3 separate regions of the Sus scrofa genome follow, and all the other regions are linked to region 1. The links are chromatin contacts, called in public Hi-C and HiChIP or PLAC-seq maps. All regions are on one chromosome and are shown on one strand. Each heading gives the region's core, a stretch centred on a gene start, on an enhancer-like site or on the middle of the called end of the contact. The rest is flanking DNA. Distances are from core to core; before and after follow the strand shown. Region 1 overlaps LOC106510444 (a long non-coding RNA gene). Region 2 overlaps C6H16orf95. Region 3 has its middle 22 kb from the start of KLHDC4.

What was found. A called contact is a pair of places that touch in the nucleus more often than the background predicts. HiChIP or PLAC-seq counts read pairs in DNA pulled down with a chosen protein or histone mark.
Region 2: an H3K27ac HiChIP or PLAC-seq map of alveolar macrophages shows a contact between it and region 1. The contact joins two enhancer-like sites. A contact is called at or near these places in 1 of 47 Hi-C or Micro-C datasets (liver) and 1 of 2 datasets of contacts at active chromatin or transcription factors (alveolar macrophages).
Region 3: a Hi-C map of liver shows a contact between it and region 1, with 10 times the contacts expected there. The contact joins two enhancer-like sites. A contact is called at or near these places in 1 of 47 Hi-C or Micro-C datasets (liver) and 1 of 2 datasets of contacts at active chromatin or transcription factors (alveolar macrophages).

The regions. Positions count from the first base shown.
Region 1 is chr6:1,797,554-1,802,500 of Sscrofa11.1, forward strand. The region is part of intron 2 of LOC106510444 (a long non-coding RNA gene); the gene reads right to left. Among named protein-coding and RNA genes, the nearest start is that of JPH3, 33 kb to the left of the region's middle. Within about 2 kb of position 2,253, at least 21 of the 83 cell types and tissues checked have an H3K27ac peak or open chromatin away from gene starts, as enhancers often do. A contact at or near this core is called in alveolar macrophages and liver, where this site is marked.
Region 2 is chr6:1,998,578-2,003,524 of Sscrofa11.1, forward strand. It overlaps C6H16orf95, which reads left to right. Exons shown (of 7, transcript XM_013998133.2): 1 at 1-2,336; 2 at 4,334-4,388. Among named protein-coding and RNA genes, the nearest start is that of C6H16orf95, 4.6 kb to the left of the region's middle. Within about 2 kb of position 1,989, at least 63 of the 83 cell types and tissues checked have an H3K27ac peak or open chromatin away from gene starts, as enhancers often do. A contact at or near this core is called in alveolar macrophages and liver, where this site is marked.
Region 3 is chr6:1,602,918-1,607,864 of Sscrofa11.1, forward strand. No RefSeq gene overlaps it. Among named protein-coding and RNA genes, the nearest start is that of KLHDC4, 22 kb to the right of the region's middle. Within about 2 kb of position 2,169, at least 23 of the 83 cell types and tissues checked have an H3K27ac peak or open chromatin away from gene starts, as enhancers often do. A contact at or near this core is called in liver, where this site is marked.

The DNA.
Region 1 (4,947 bases), core at 1,003-3,502:
CAGGCTTCTGTCTCCTTGTCCGTGATACCTCGTGGGCAGTACTCCCCCCCGTGAGAACTAAATGGCACGAAACGGAAGTCAAGGGAGCCGTGCCCAGCCCAGGGGAGGGGCTCCCTGAGCCGGGCCTGGGTGTGGCTCTGGAATAAGCCAGGGACTCAGGACCACCCAGAGTGGGTCTCGAAAGGCAGGCTGCTGGGCCCCTCTGACCCGCTGACCCCTCCTCTGCAGGTGGAGGAGCCCAGGACCTGCGTTTGAAGCCTGTCAGCTTCAGGAGGCAGAGCTGGGAAGCTGGCTCCTTATGGAGAGGTGACAAAGGGCCCTCGGCACACAGACAGGGCTGAGCCTCTTCGCGCAGGCACCGCAGGCCGGACCTCAGCTCCCTGGGCCGAGTCGGCTGGACAGCGGCTGGGTTCTCCGCCACCAACAAATACGGCCTGATGATGAGCTAGCTCGTTACCCCACAGACTGTCACTCCCCTCAGCCACCATCTGTCATCTCACCTGTCACCTGGCATGGCCCCACCTCTGCTGGCAGGAACAGAGGAGCCCACGCTGCCTTGAGCCTCCTCCCTCCATGTCGTGCCTGCTTCCTTCTTCCATGGGGGATCCGAGCGGAGCCGAGGCCGTGCACATTCTCCAGATGAGAGGGAGAGCTCTGTGGCTTCCAGACAGGTCCCCCCGCGGCAAGCAGCTGCCCCGGCTCCCGAGGTCTCCCAGAGACACGGAGGCACAGACACGCTCCCCGATCAGAGGTTGTTCTATTCCACCCAGAGGCAGCGGGGACCACGCTGTTCCGTGCATTCTCCCCGTGCGGGAGCTCAGACTCCCCCAGGTGGGGCGCAGCCCCTCAGGGCCGTGCCTGCATCCTTCACTGGGTGCAGAGACTTGGGGTGACGTCACCAGACGCCCAGGGATGGAGCCCAGGCTGTTTCTCCAGTCCCTCCAGGCACTTGCTTGGGCCGTGATCTCTTAAGTGCTGGCTGGCCAGATGGTTAAGACTGTGATGGAGACACAGAGGCAGCCCCGTGAAAAGCAGGCCTGAGCAGCGAAAGGGCTATGAAGGCGGGCACATTTGTGTCTGCCTTCTCCAGCCAGGCCATGACCTGGCTCCGCCCCCAGGCCTGGCGCCCCTCCACTGGCTCCGCCCTAGGGTACAGGGCACTGCCTCTAGAAAGTGTGGTGCTTCCCTCAGGAGCTCTGGCTCTACCCGCAGGAGCTCTGGCTTCACCTCAGAAGACCTAGCTCCACCCCAGGAGGCCTGTCCACCCCCAGGAGGTCCGACTCCGCCCCAAGAGGCCTGGCTCCACCCCTGGTGGCCTGCTCCGGTTCAGGAGGTCTGGCTTCACCGCTGGAGGCCTGGCTTCACCCCAAGAGCCTGGCTCCACCCCTGGGAGGCCTGGCTCCACCTGCAGGAGGCCTGGGTCCACCCCAGGAGGTCTGGGTCCACCCAGAGGCCTGCACCCAGGAGCCTGGTCACCCCTGGAGGCCTGGCTCCACCCGCAGGAGGCCTGGCTCCACCTGCAGGAGGCCTGGGTCCACCCCAGGAGGTCTGGGTCCACCCCAGGAGGCCTGGGTCCACCCCTGGGAGGCCTGGCTCCACCCGCAGGAGGCTGGCTCACCTGCAGGAGGCCTGGGTCCACCCAGGAGGTCTGGGTCCACCCCAGAGGCCTGGTCCCCCCAAGAGGGCCGGCTCCACCTCTGGAGGTCTGACCCTCCCCCCACCCCCACAAGGTCTGGCTCCACCCCAGGAGATCTTGGTCCCTCCCCAGGAGGCCTGTCCCACCCCTAGGAGGCGTGGCTCCACTCTTCTTAGGAAGAGCTTCCCTCTCTGCACCTACCCAGCCCTTCCTCCGGCCAGCACCATCGGTCCAGCCCTCACCATCTAGTTTCTGGACTGCTCTAACTGCCTCCCCCTGCCTCCCAGTCCTCTTTCCTGCCTCCTTCTTGCTCACAACAGATGTTGCCACCGCCACTCCCCACCCTCCACACTTCTGCTTAAATCCCTTGGGGGCTGTTGCCTCCAGGGGCAAGGACCACGCCAGACGAGTGTTCTGTGTTGGGAATATACTGCCAAGACCCACCCGCCTCTGCTCCTGCACCCACAGCTCCTCCACCTGCAGCTGAGCCGCCTTCCAGCAGGTTCAGATCGGCCATGAGCCCTCAGCCTGCCTGTCCGGGCAGTGAGGCCTGGCCACGCCCTTTGCTGCTGCCGGCATTCATCCCAGCTCCCAGAGCTGCTGTGCCCTGTGCCTGCCACGCTTTGCTGGTGCCTCGCCAAGCACCTCTCACTCAACCCTCAATCTGTCTTCGGACGTCAGGCTGCTGTCGCTCCCTGCGGACAGAAGGGGAACCCAAGAGCTGCCTGCGGGAGTGTCCCCTGGGCTCGCACTGTGGGTTTGTTGGCTGAAAGAAGGCATAAAAGGGGGGGGGGGCAAGGGAAATTGAGGAGGCAAGATCATTCCCGGTTTCCATAGCAACAGAAGGATGCAGCACTGGGGGGGGGGGTATGTCCTGGGAGCAGGATAAACCACGGAATTTCAAGACGGAAGGAAGGAGCTTCAACTTCCTCCTGTCCAGGAGTTCTCAGCTGGGGGCAAGTTCCCACTAGGGACCTCTGACAATGATCGGAGGCATTTTTAGTTGTCGTTTGGCGGGTGGGAGGGCTACTGGCATCTAGTGGACAGAGACCAGAGATGCTGCAAAATGCAGCAGAGCGCAGGGCGTCCCCCCTCCCCAGCAGTTATCCAGCCCAGAGCAGCAACAGTGTCCAGGTGGAGAGGCCCTGACGCAGCCTCACCCTGTTCTGGATTTGAATCCTCTCTGTGGCATCCTCCCACACCCTCCAGAGCAGTTCACCAGGTCTTTGCTTAACTCTAGTGACGGGGAGCTCACTACCTCTAAGAGCAGCTGTTCCGAGCCAATGAGCTTTGCATGAGAAGCAGAGCTGGCAAGACATGAAGGGAAGAATTCGCACATATGTCTCCCCAGCAGCAAAGCAGCACTCAGCTCACACTGAAGCCGTGGGGAGACATGAGCACCCAGGGAGCGAAGACGCCAGCGCCTGTCTATCCTCAGATTTCCTGGGGAAGAGGGTCTGCCAGGGGCCAGGGGTCTGGGGGGAATTAGGAGGGTCCTCTGGTCCCTGGATCAGGATCTCTCAGCCTGTGGCTTCAGGTGGAAGTGGGGAGAGGCAAGACGGAGGCAGGACTTGGCCATCTGCACATCCAGAAGTAAAATTAAGTTTCTGAAATATCCAAGTCTTGCTAATGCTGCGCAAGTTGAAGTATTTAGGGAGAAATATTTATGCTCTGAAATACAAAAAGAATAAGATGGATAGACGGGCGGGTGGGCGCATGGATGAAGGGATGGACAGGCGGATGGACAGGCGGATGGACAGGTGGTGGACAGGTGCTGGATGCAACCAAGCAAGGGCAGAACATGTCTCTTCAAGCTCCGTGACCAAGTGCATGTCGCCGATGAGGAAACGGAGGGTTCGAAGGTTAGAGAGGCTGCTCAGGGTCACCCAGCTGGTAAACCGCGGGGGTCAGGATTTGAACCCAGGTGAGGCTGACCCAGAGCTGTGCGCTGCCCCCCTCCTCGGGAGGGCCTCGAGGGCCACAGCCGCCCCAGGGTCTCCCAGGGCGGTCAGCGCCCGCCCCAGCCGCGTTCCTAAGGTCTTGGCAGGACGGGAGGGCGCTGGCTGGCAGGAAGCGGAGACATCAGCCCGCTGTGAGCAACCGGCAGAGGCGGGGAGCTGGGGGTGTGGGGCTCGGCCTGAGGCTGTCGGCAAAGTGGGAAGTGAGGGCGTTTCAGGCAAGGAGCAAAGGCAGGGCGGTGGCGTCCAGCAGCAAGGACGGTGCCCTGGCCAGCAAGGAGGCTGACCACGGAGAAGCCCTTCCAGGACTCGGCAGGCGTCGCGGGGCAGGTGGGCGCTGGGGGCCAGGCCTGCTCGACACACGGCCCTGGGCAGCGCTGGTGGCCAGGAAGGGGTGTCAGCTGCCGTTCACAGGGGGGCCCTCTGGCCTCAGTCTCCCCATCCAGACTCTGGCCCATCCTTCAGACCGCTCTGGATCCGACCTGACCCCCTCTCTGGTCTGGAGATGGAGTCCAGCTCCCTCCCCTGCCCTCTTTTAAAAGTCCGTGTGGGGTTAAATTTTGTACGGATCCTAAAGAAAACCTGAAAGCAGAGAAAGGGTCGAGCAGCCTCTGCCACGCTGCCCGAGGGCGGAGGGCTGTGACATCACCCTCCCAGGCCGGCGCTCTGTCTGCTGGGGTTGCAGGCACACACGTGGGCAGCCTGGCGCCCTGTCCACTTCACAGCGTGTCAGGAAGTATCTGTCCAGGTTATTTCGTAATCCTGGTAAACACCGCTTTTCCTTGCAACAGTTATTTATGTATTTATTGCAAAATCACGATTTTTCTGGTTGTAAGAGCAGTACATACTCATTGCAAAATATCAGAGAATAAAGAGTGTGATGAAAAGAGAGAAGCAAAAAAGATGCCCTTTAACCCCAGTGCCCAGGGGTTGTCACCCTTACCCCGGGCGCTCACTTGGCCAGATGGTGATTTTTTTTTAATCTACATAAATTTGTTTAGTTATGCATAAACTTAAAATCATACCTACATATGTGCTTGCTATTTTATATATATATATTTTTTCATTATATACACATATATGTATTCACATATATACATATATTCACACACTGTTTTGTCTTGTTTTTGCTTTTTAGCAAAACAAAACATATGGAGATCCCCAGGCTAGGAGTCAAATTGGATCTGTAGCCGCCGGCCTATACCACAACCACAGCAACACCGGATCCTTAACCCACTGAGTGAGGCCAGGGATCGAACCCGCAACCTCATGGATTCTGGTCAGGTGCGTTAACTGCTGAGCCATGAAGGGAACGCCCCATATGATGTTTTTTATTTAGTTTTATATAGTCTT
Region 2 (4,947 bases), core at 739-3,238, 200 kb after region 1:
GGGCCCTTGTCACTTGCACGCAGTACTCTGGAACAATAAGTGGGGTCAGCAGCACATGTGGTGATGGATTTGCTGGCCTGGCTTTGTTGTGCCTGTTCTGGAAGCACGTGTAGGCTTCGCCATGTGGTCTTTGCTCTTTGACCCCTTGTTCACAGTGTTGTGGGTTGCGGTTGTGTGCTTTTCCTCATTGGGTAGAGCTCCTCTGTGAATACGCCCTAAATTTTCTTTCTAATCTTTTCTCCTCTGAATGGACATTTGGGCCATTTCTAGCTTGGAGCTGTTAGAAGGAAGTTGCTGTGGGGTTTCTGTCCATGTCTTCCGGTGGACTAAAGCTGGGTGAGGAACTGCTGGCTCATAGGGTATTCGCACATTTAGGCTTTGTAAACACAGTCTGCCTATATGGCAGTATCCCTTTTGTGAGTAGTATCTGAGGGTTCTAGCTGCCACATCCTTTATAAACTGTCAGTCCTTCTAATTTTAGCCATTCTTGGTGAGGATGGGGTTGGTGATGAGCTACTCTTGACATGGAATGACAAGACAGTGTACCAGTGGTGAGGGCCAGAGCTTCCACTGTTTTCTATGCTACAGCAACGTTCCACTGGGCTCTGGAGAATGGAGATGGCACAGAAGCCAAGGGCCCTCCATGGTGGGCTGAGGTGAGACAGCCATGAATAAAACACTAGGCTAATGGTGAGATTCCTGGATAATTTTGTCATTAGCTATTAATGGACCCATGGTGACACACAGACCACTGTATGGAGGGTGATGTTTGAAGTAATAAGCAGCTAATATGGTAGAGCACTGCCCATTCAGCATTGGTGCTGGCTAGAAGCTCAGCCCTGTTCACAGGTCATGAACTTAAAACCTGTTTAATAAAGGAGCCAAGAAACCTGAGCAGTGCCTGGGCGCATCCTGTTTGCCCATGGCTAGCATGCAGCAGTGCCTGGGCGCATCCTGTTTGCCCATGGCTAGCATGCAGCAAATGAAGGTGTGGCCCATCAGGGCTAAAGATGCTTATGATGACTTGAGCAAATACTGGTATTAATCAAGAATATTAAAGTTAGCATGAAGATACTGAAATGCAAATCAGATCTTGTGGTAAAGAACACAGGGAAGCAGAAAGCATTTGATTTTACTAAAAGGTGAAAACAAACATCCTGTCTCCACTTTCCGAAACTGCCGGGAAGGCACACGTGCGAGGGTGGAGAAAACGGAGACCAAAGAGCAGAAGAAAACAGGCCGAGAGTTCAAAGCGGCACCGGCACTTCTGGATGTCGGCTGTTCTGAATTCCACGGGCTTCTCCCCAGAGGCTGCTCAAGAAATACACATTCTCTAAAGTCAAAATTTCAGCCCAATTCGTCAAGAGACATTAGGGGTGCCCGGTTAAATCTGAACGTCAGAAAAACAATGGACTTTTTTTTTTTTTTTTTGCTTTTCAGGGTCGCACCCGCGGCACATGTAGGTTACCAGGCTAGGGGTCCAATCAGAGCTACAGCTGGCGGCCTACACCACAGCTCACGGCAACGCGGGATCCCTAACCCGCTGAGCGAGGCCAGGGCTCGAAGCAAAAACCTCATAGTTCCTAGTGGGATTCACTTCCGCTGAGCCACTAGGGGAACTCCACCGACCACTTTAAATACAAGTATGTTTCAGGTCCTGCGTGGGATACACTCCTACAGAGATGCTCCCCGGCGCCTGAAGGCGCAGGGGTGCAGGTCCCACCTCTTTCTTCCTTTCCAGGGGACAGAGACCCGGGCAGGGGCGCCCCACGGCCCCGCAGGCCCTTCCGTGGAAACGGTGCGTGGGTTTCTCTGACTCGTGGGAGGGGGTCTTCCGGAGCAACGCCCACCAGAGCCACGCCAGGGCCGCCACGGAGAGGAGCCCACACGGGTCCGGTCCCACCTTCGCCCCGCCCCAGGGCCCGGCGGCGCCTCGTCTCACCTCGCCCCGCCCACCTCGAGCCCCGTGCTGCTTGGGTCCAATCGGCCGCCAGATGATGCGTGCACGTGTCTAGAAGGCAGCGTCTTATTGGCTAGTCAAGGCCCAATCAGCGGTGGGATCAGAGGGCCGTCGCCGGAAGGGCCGGGCCTCGGCGGGGCGGGAGGGCGGAAGAGGAGGGACCTCGGGGTCGCGGCAGGCCCCGTGGGCGGGCGGAGGCAGGGCTGCGCGAGGAGTGACGCGCGTGAGCCAGCCCCCAGCTTTCGTCACGGCTGTCCTCATGAACCTCGTCAGCACCCTGACAGCCGCTAAGCAGAGCCGCAGCGGCCACTTTCGGGAGCCTTCAGGTGTCCGTTCGGTCTGTCAGCGCGCAGTCACCCCAAGCGCGTCATGACAGGCAAGTGTCCCCTCAGTCCTGCACGCTGGGCCCCCCGCCACGTCTGAGGGAACCCAGACCCCGGGCTCCCTTGCGGGGCCTCGGCTCCAGTCACCTGAGGGACCCCCGACCCCGAGTTCACCTGAGGGGGCCCCGACCCCCAGTCACCTGAGGGGCCCACGACCCCAAGTTCACCTGAGGGGCCCCGACCCCCAGTCACCTGAGGGGGCCCCCTACCCGGAGTTCTCCTGAGGGGCCCCCGACCCCGAGTTCACCTGAGGGGGCCCCGACCCCAACTTCTCCTGAGGGGGCCCCGACCCCCAGTCACCTGAGGGGCCCACGACCCCAAGTTCACCTGAGGGGCCCCGACCCCGAGTTCACCTAAATGGGGCCCCGACCCCGAGTTCACCTGAGGAGGCCCCAACCCCCAGTCACCTGAGGGACCCCAACTCCAACTTCACCTGAGGGGGCCCCCTACCCGGAGTTCTCCTGAGGGGCCCACGACCCCGAGTTCACCTAAATGGGCCCTGACCCCGAGTTCACCTGAAGGGGCCCCAACCCCTAGTCACCAGAGGGACCCCAACCCCAACTTCTCCTGAGGGGGCCCCGACCCCCAGTCACCTGAGGGGCCCATGACCCCAGGTTCACCTGAGGGGCCCTGACCTTGAGTCATGAGAGGAAGCCCTAGCAATCTCAAGTGACCTGGGGGAGCCCCAGGACCCTTGAGTCACCCCAGCCCATAGTAGCTTGTACCTGTCAGGTAGATAGGACAGATACCACATTTACACTTGTAAGCACAAAGGAGCAATTAATTATTTCACTAAGTGAACATGTCAGGAGTAAGTCATCAGGCGTGGATGTATCCAGATTCTCAAGGACTATGGTCAAGGACTGTTTGTCTCCATCTTTTTTTCATTTTCTTTTTATGGCCACACCCATGACATCCATGGTATATGGAAATTCCTGGTCTAGGAGTGGAATCTGAGCTGCTGCAGCCGTGGCAAGCCAGATCCTTTCCTTTAACCCACTGCTTTGGGCTGGAGATTGAACCTGCTTGATGGCAGTGACCCAAACCACTGCAGACAGATTCTTAACCCACTGCGCCATGGTGGAAACTCCTGTTTCAGTCTTTCAGCTTTGCTTTCTTCCCCTCCTGGAGGGAAAATGACCACCAAGACCTCTGGAGGCTTACAGTGTCAACAGAAAATGACATTCCTTCTCCCATTGTTTTCAACACCAAGTCCAAAATGCCTTTCATTAGGCTGATTTGGGTTATGACACCATTCTGAGCCATCCTCTGAGATGAGCTGGGTTCACTTACTGGGTTGGGGTTGTGGGCCCCTCTTCCCACCCAGGGAAACAGCAGTGCTATCATGACCCTTAGGGAGCAGAGCAATATCCCACATCCTCTGTGTTTTCAAGGATCAGATGGAGGAGTTGAGCTCAATGACCTGAAGCTATTGTCATAATAAGATAGTAATAATAATGATTATCATGATACTAGAGTAACAGAGTCTGTGTTGTCTGTGTGTGTTGTGTTGTCATCCCAGAGACAAGGCACTCAGGTTTTTATACTGCAAGGAATTTCATTAGATGTACAGTTTTGACAGTATTTTCCTTCAGTATTCCAGGTAAGCTCAGGATGTCTGATAAAGTATCCTAGGTGTTGCAGTTAGCAGCTCCATGTCTTGGAAAGTTCTCACCAGGTTGGAATATTCCTGTCTTTCCCAAAGGGCATAGCACAGGATTAGCTGAAGTGTGCCTGAAGCAAGTAGGTTTGGGGATGCAGGATTCCACGATAGCACAACATCCGGGAACCCCCAGACTTCAGCACGTGAGAGTGCACATACCTGTTTCTATTGGCACCTCCTTCCCCCTCTTAGGCTGAGAATGATGACCCCTTCCGCTCTTGGAGTTTAATGATATGAGTCAGGCTGGCTCAGGTCCTCATGCTAGCGCTCCCTCCCTGCAACTTACACAAAGCTCAGAACTTTCTAAGCCTTCCTGTTCTTTCCTAGGAAAAGAAGCACATTTCAAACCTTTGGGAACGAAGTGTGCCTCATAGGTCATTCGGTAAGGAAAGCAAATCTCAACCACTTTGCCCCAACCCTGCCATGCCCCTGTAGGGTGGGAAGAGCAGATAATGTGGGGAAGCAACATCTCATGAGAGGGGGTGTCAGACAGGGAACTCATGGTTTCAGGGGCCATGGCCAAGGCCCCAAATCTTTGTATCGGGTCATCCACTGCCTGCCCCACCCCCCAGTTCCTCATGACACCTTGAGACAGGGATTCAGGAGACCTGAGAGAACGAATGCTGCCCTTTATGTATCTGCTCTGGGCGTCAGCTCCATCAGCCCCTGGAAAGGATGACTTTCCCGCTCCTTCCTGCCTGTGGGTGTGGTGAGGATCACGTGGGATGAATGTGGAAGCTTTTGCCAGCATAAAGTACTGTATGCAGATTGACATAGATCACCCGAAAAGGGCAGTCATTTCCCCCACTAGAATTGGTTGTAATTCCCTGTTTTCAGAGGGGAGACCTAAAACTTGCTCATGGTGATGTGTTTGCAAATCCCAGCACACCTGGTCTGCAGGCTCTGGTGGTTCCCCACTAAGTGACTTTGCCTCAGCCCAG
Region 3 (4,947 bases), core at 919-3,418, 190 kb before region 1:
CAAATGGCATTATTTGGTTCTTTTTGATGGCTGAGTAGTATTCTGTTGTGTATGTATACCACAACTTCTTAATCCAGTCATCTGTCGATACACATTTAGGTTGTTTCCATGTCTTAGCTATTGGGAATAGTGCCGCAGTGAACATATGGGTGCATGTGTCTTTTTGAATGAAAGTTTTGTTTGGATAGACGCCCAGGAGTGGGATTGCTGGGTCATATGGTCGTTCTACATTTAGTTTTCTGAGGAACCTCCATACTGTTTTCCATGGTGGTTGTACCAATTTACATTCCCACCAACAGTGCAGGAGGGTTCCCTTTTCTCTGCACCCTCCCCAGCATTTGTTATCTGTGGACTTATTCATGATGGCCATTCTGACCGGTGTGAGGTGGTACCTCGTAGAAGTTTGGATTTGCCTTTCTCTAATAATTAGGAATGCTGAGCATTTCTTCGTGTGCCTGTTGGCCACTTGCATGTCTTCTTTAGAGAAATGTCTGTTTAGGTCTTCTGTCCATTTTTGATTGGGTTGTTTGCTGTTTTGTTGTTGATCGGTTTGAGTTGTTTGCGTATTCTCGAGATTAACCCCTTGTCGGCTGCATCACATGCAACTATTTTCTCCCATTCCACAGGTTTCCTTTGCTGTGCAAAAACTTGTATGTTTGATGAGGTCCCATAGGTTTATTTTTGCTTTTATTTCTATTGCCTTGGGAGACTGACCTAAGAAAATATTTGCACCGTTGATGTCTGAGGTTTTGCCTCGATTCTCTTCTAGGGGTTTGATGGTGTCTTGTCTCATTTAAGTCTTTAAGCTGTTTTGGGTTTGTTTTGTGCGTGGTGTGAGGGTGTGTTCTAGTTTCATTGATTGAGAAAACTGCAGACATCCAGTTTTCTCAGCACTACTGGCTGAAGAGAGTTTTATATTCATTTTATATTCTTGCCTCCTTTGTCAAAGATTAATGGAGGGGCGGTGTCTGGGTCTATTTCTGTGCCGTCTATTCTGTTCCATTGGTTTGTATGTCTGTTTTTGTCCCAATACCACACTGTCAATGACTGTAGCTTTGTAATATTGTCTGAAGTCTGGGAGAGTTATGCCTCCTGCTCCCCCCCCACCCAAAGATTGCTTTGGCAATTCTGGGTCTTTTTTTTTTTTTTTTTTTTTTGGTCTTTTTGCCATTTCTTGGGCCGCTCCCGTGGCATATGGAGGTTCCCAGGCTAGGGGTCTAATCAGAGCTGTAGCCACCAGCCTATGCCAGAGCCAACTCGAGATCTGAGCCGCGTCTGCAACCTACACCACAGCTCACGGCAACGCCGGATCCTTAACCCACTGAGCAAGGCCAGGGACCAAACCCTCAACCTCATGGTTCCTAGTCGGATTCGTTAACCACTGCGCCACGACGGGAACTCCAATTCTGGGTCTTTAACATAAATGTTTGGATTCTTTGTTCTAGTTCTGTGAAAACAATCACGGCTAATTTGATAGGATCACGTCAAATCTGTAGGTCTCTTTGGGCAGTCTGTCCACTTTCACGATGCCGACTCTTCGGTGCAGGAGCGTGGGATAGCTTTCCACTTCTTTGAATCTTCTTTAATTTCCTTCCTGAACATTTTATAGTTCTCAGCATGTACGTCTTTCACCGCCTCGGTCAGGTTTCTTTCTAGGTATTTTATTTTTGGGGGGTGGGATGAGAGTACCCTTTTTAGATCGCGGGCGCCTTCATGTCACAGGCCAGCTTGCCCCCGTCCTGCAGCTCCTACAGTGCTCAGAACAGAATCTCCCCTCCCCATCCCTGCAGCCCTGCGAGGGGTGGTCCCGCCCCTCCCTCTGGCCCCCATCAGGGCACAGCAGCCCCCTGCCTACCTGTCTGCCCTAATTCACTCACACATTTACCTTGTCCAAAACTACCTGTGTTGGCATTGCCCTGGTCCTCTCTGTGCCCCCAGAGAGCCAGCTGTGAGTTCCCTGAGAGCCGAGGCCTCTGTGAGCCCAGAATGCACGAACCACATTCGCCAAATGTTTGTAAAGCAGATGAAGCGCCACAGCAGAGGCCGCTGAGCCCAAGCCAGCCCTGTCGCCAGACTTGGCACAGAGCGACGTCCAGTTCCTGGCCAGCTATTCAGACGCACAAAGGGCTCTTGCCCTGAGCCGGGGCTGAACAGAAGGGCCAGTGTCCTGTATCGAGACTCAAGTCTCGGCCTCTGGACACTCACTGTGCCACTTCAGCAAATGAGGTTCAGCAGTAACAAGACGGCACCATGCACGGAGACGCTGCGCCTCCCTGCGGGGCCTCTCCTCCCGTGAGCTGGCAACCTTGCGCCTTGACCTCCGCTCCCAGATCTGAGTGTGGCCTTGGCTGCTGGCAGCAGAGAGTTCTGTTGGCGGGGTGCCGCAGCGTGGCTGAGCCCTGTGACCACACAATCCCTGACAGCCTGCCTCTTGGCAGCGGGAAGTGGCTGGTCCCTCCTGGGTGTGGGAGCCCAGGAGGGCGGTGATGCACAGCCAAGCCCTGGAGGCGAGCACGGCTGAGTCCCGGCACAGTTCCCGTTCCTGCCCTGCGTCCCAGGGACCTTCAAACTGTCTGGCGTGGTTCTTAATTACAGAGAGGTATACAATTACCTCCGGAATACAGTGTTGCATAATTTTGCCTGGGGCTGAAAAGTGCCTGCACCAGCCAAATAGACAGAAGGCCAGAGAAGCAAGGGTCTTCTCAGGGTTAAGAAAAATGGAAAAGCTAATGTGAGTTTATTTTCATTTGCTCCCCCCAGGGAGGAACCCTCTGGAGACCTGGAGACCCTGGGGTGCCCAGCAAAGGGGCCAAACGTGGGAATTCCCATCGTGGCTCAGTGGAAACGAATCCGACTAGGAACCATGAGGTTGCGGGTTTGATCCCTGGCCTCGCTCTGTGGGTTAAGGATCCAGCGTTGCCATGAGCTGTGGTGTAGGTCGCAGACGCAGCTTGGATCCCACGTTGCTGTGGCTGTGGTGCAGGCCGGCAGCTGTAGCTCCAAATCGACCCCTAGCCTGGCAACCCGTATATGCTACGGGTGCGGCCCTAAAAAGACCAAAAAAAAAAAAAAAAAACAGGCCAAAAGTGAACCCCCAAGGAGAGAGAATCAGCTTGCTTTCCTCAGAGGAGGGTCCAACAATGCCATCTGAGCCTCTGCCTCCGAGAGGTGGTTGTTGGGGGGGCGTTTGCCATCAGAAGCCCCACCGCCACCCACCCAGGCCGTCGCTCGAGGTGGGCATATGAAACACATTTCAGGCAGCGAATCTGTGCATCTTCACTAAGCCTCGTTTATTATCCCACACAGTGGACAGTTGAAGCTGACGCATGGCCGGCTTGTGGCCTCATGGACGGAGGACCCACAGGTCAGCTGGCACCTCCTGGGCCCTCCACGACCACAGCCTCGGCTGCTCAGCGCAGGCCCCACTCCCCTCTCCAGCCTTGTTTGTTGAAACCTGCAGCATCCTCTGTGCTAATTCTCAAGGAATGAAACAGCCGGAGGGACCCAAGAATTCTGGGCTCTCGTTCCAGCAGGCTGATGGCTCTTTCCGCACCCGACTGGACCCGTCAGAGAAGCTGATTCCCTCTAACCTGACTCCCCTCTGGCCCTTTGTTCCTCTTGGAAGTTTCTATGGTTTTTTCAGGTGTGAGCCCTGGGCTGGGAATAAGGGGAATTGCCAAATGCAGACTCGCAGGCTGTGTAGACAAGAGCGAAGAGCACAGAAAACTCCCAACATTGAACTTTGGTCCAAAGATTCATCAGTCTTTCTTCTTTTCCTTCCTTCTTTCCTTCCTTCTTTTTTTTTTTTTTCCCTGTCTTTTTGCCATTTCTAGGGCCACACTCGAGGCATATGGAGGTTCCCAGGCTAGGGGTCTAATCAGAGCTGTAGCTGCCGGCCTACACCAGAACCACGGCAACTCGGGATCCGAGCCGCGTCTGCAACCCACACCACAGCTCACGGCAACACCAGATCCCCAACCCACTGAGCAAGGCCAGGGATCGAACCCACAACCCCATGGTTCCTAGTCGGATTCGTTAACCACCGAGCCACGAAAGGAACCCCCTTTCTTCCTTTTTTAAATGAAAATGACAAGAAATAGCTACCTTGGCTTTGCCTTTTGAAGTTGAGACCCCCTGGTGACTGGGCCAAACCTGCCTAAGAACTGAGGTGACCACGGAAGAAGCCAGCAGCTCAGATGGGGAGGCCACAGACGGAGGCCAGGTGTGCCTGTCGTCAGAGTTTACATGAGAGGTCAGTGGCCAGTCTCAGGATGCTCAGACCCAGTTCCTACAGAGCCTGAGCCTTTATGAAATAGTTGGGGAGCGCGCGGGCCCTGTCCTGGCTTCCTCCTTCCTTTCATCCTGCGGCATAAAATGTGTGCGTGGGTGGACGCCGTTTCTTTTGGGATTGAAGGAAGGGCTGGTTTTCTGAGAAACCACGGAGCGTCCAAGCGCTCCTGTGTGGTACTTTGCATGCGCTGTCCCTCTCCTCTGACCTCTGGAAGCTGAGCCCCTGCCTCCCCTTTTCTTCCCTGTTGCACTGTTTTCAATTTAGAGTCAGCAGGTCAGCTTGTGTGCATGTGCCCATGGGACACCCTCTGGGGTTTCGTTGAGTCGTTGAATCTCAGACACCTGTTCAGGAAGAATGGACACCCCCCATCCTCACGCCTGTCCCTCCATCTGCTCGGGGCTCCTTAAATTTCCCTGAGATGATGCCTTGCAGTCTTCAACGCTGAGGCCTTGCAACCTTCTGTTCCATTTATTCATCAGTATTTGGCATGTTTGATGTTCTTATAAATGATCACTTTTGAAGGTTTTTTTTTGTTTTTTGTCTATTTGCCTTTTCTAGGGCCACTCCCACGGCATATGGAGGTTCCCAGGCTAGGGGTTTAATCGGAGCTGTAGCCACTGGCCTACACCAGAGCCACAGCAACGCAGGATCTGAGC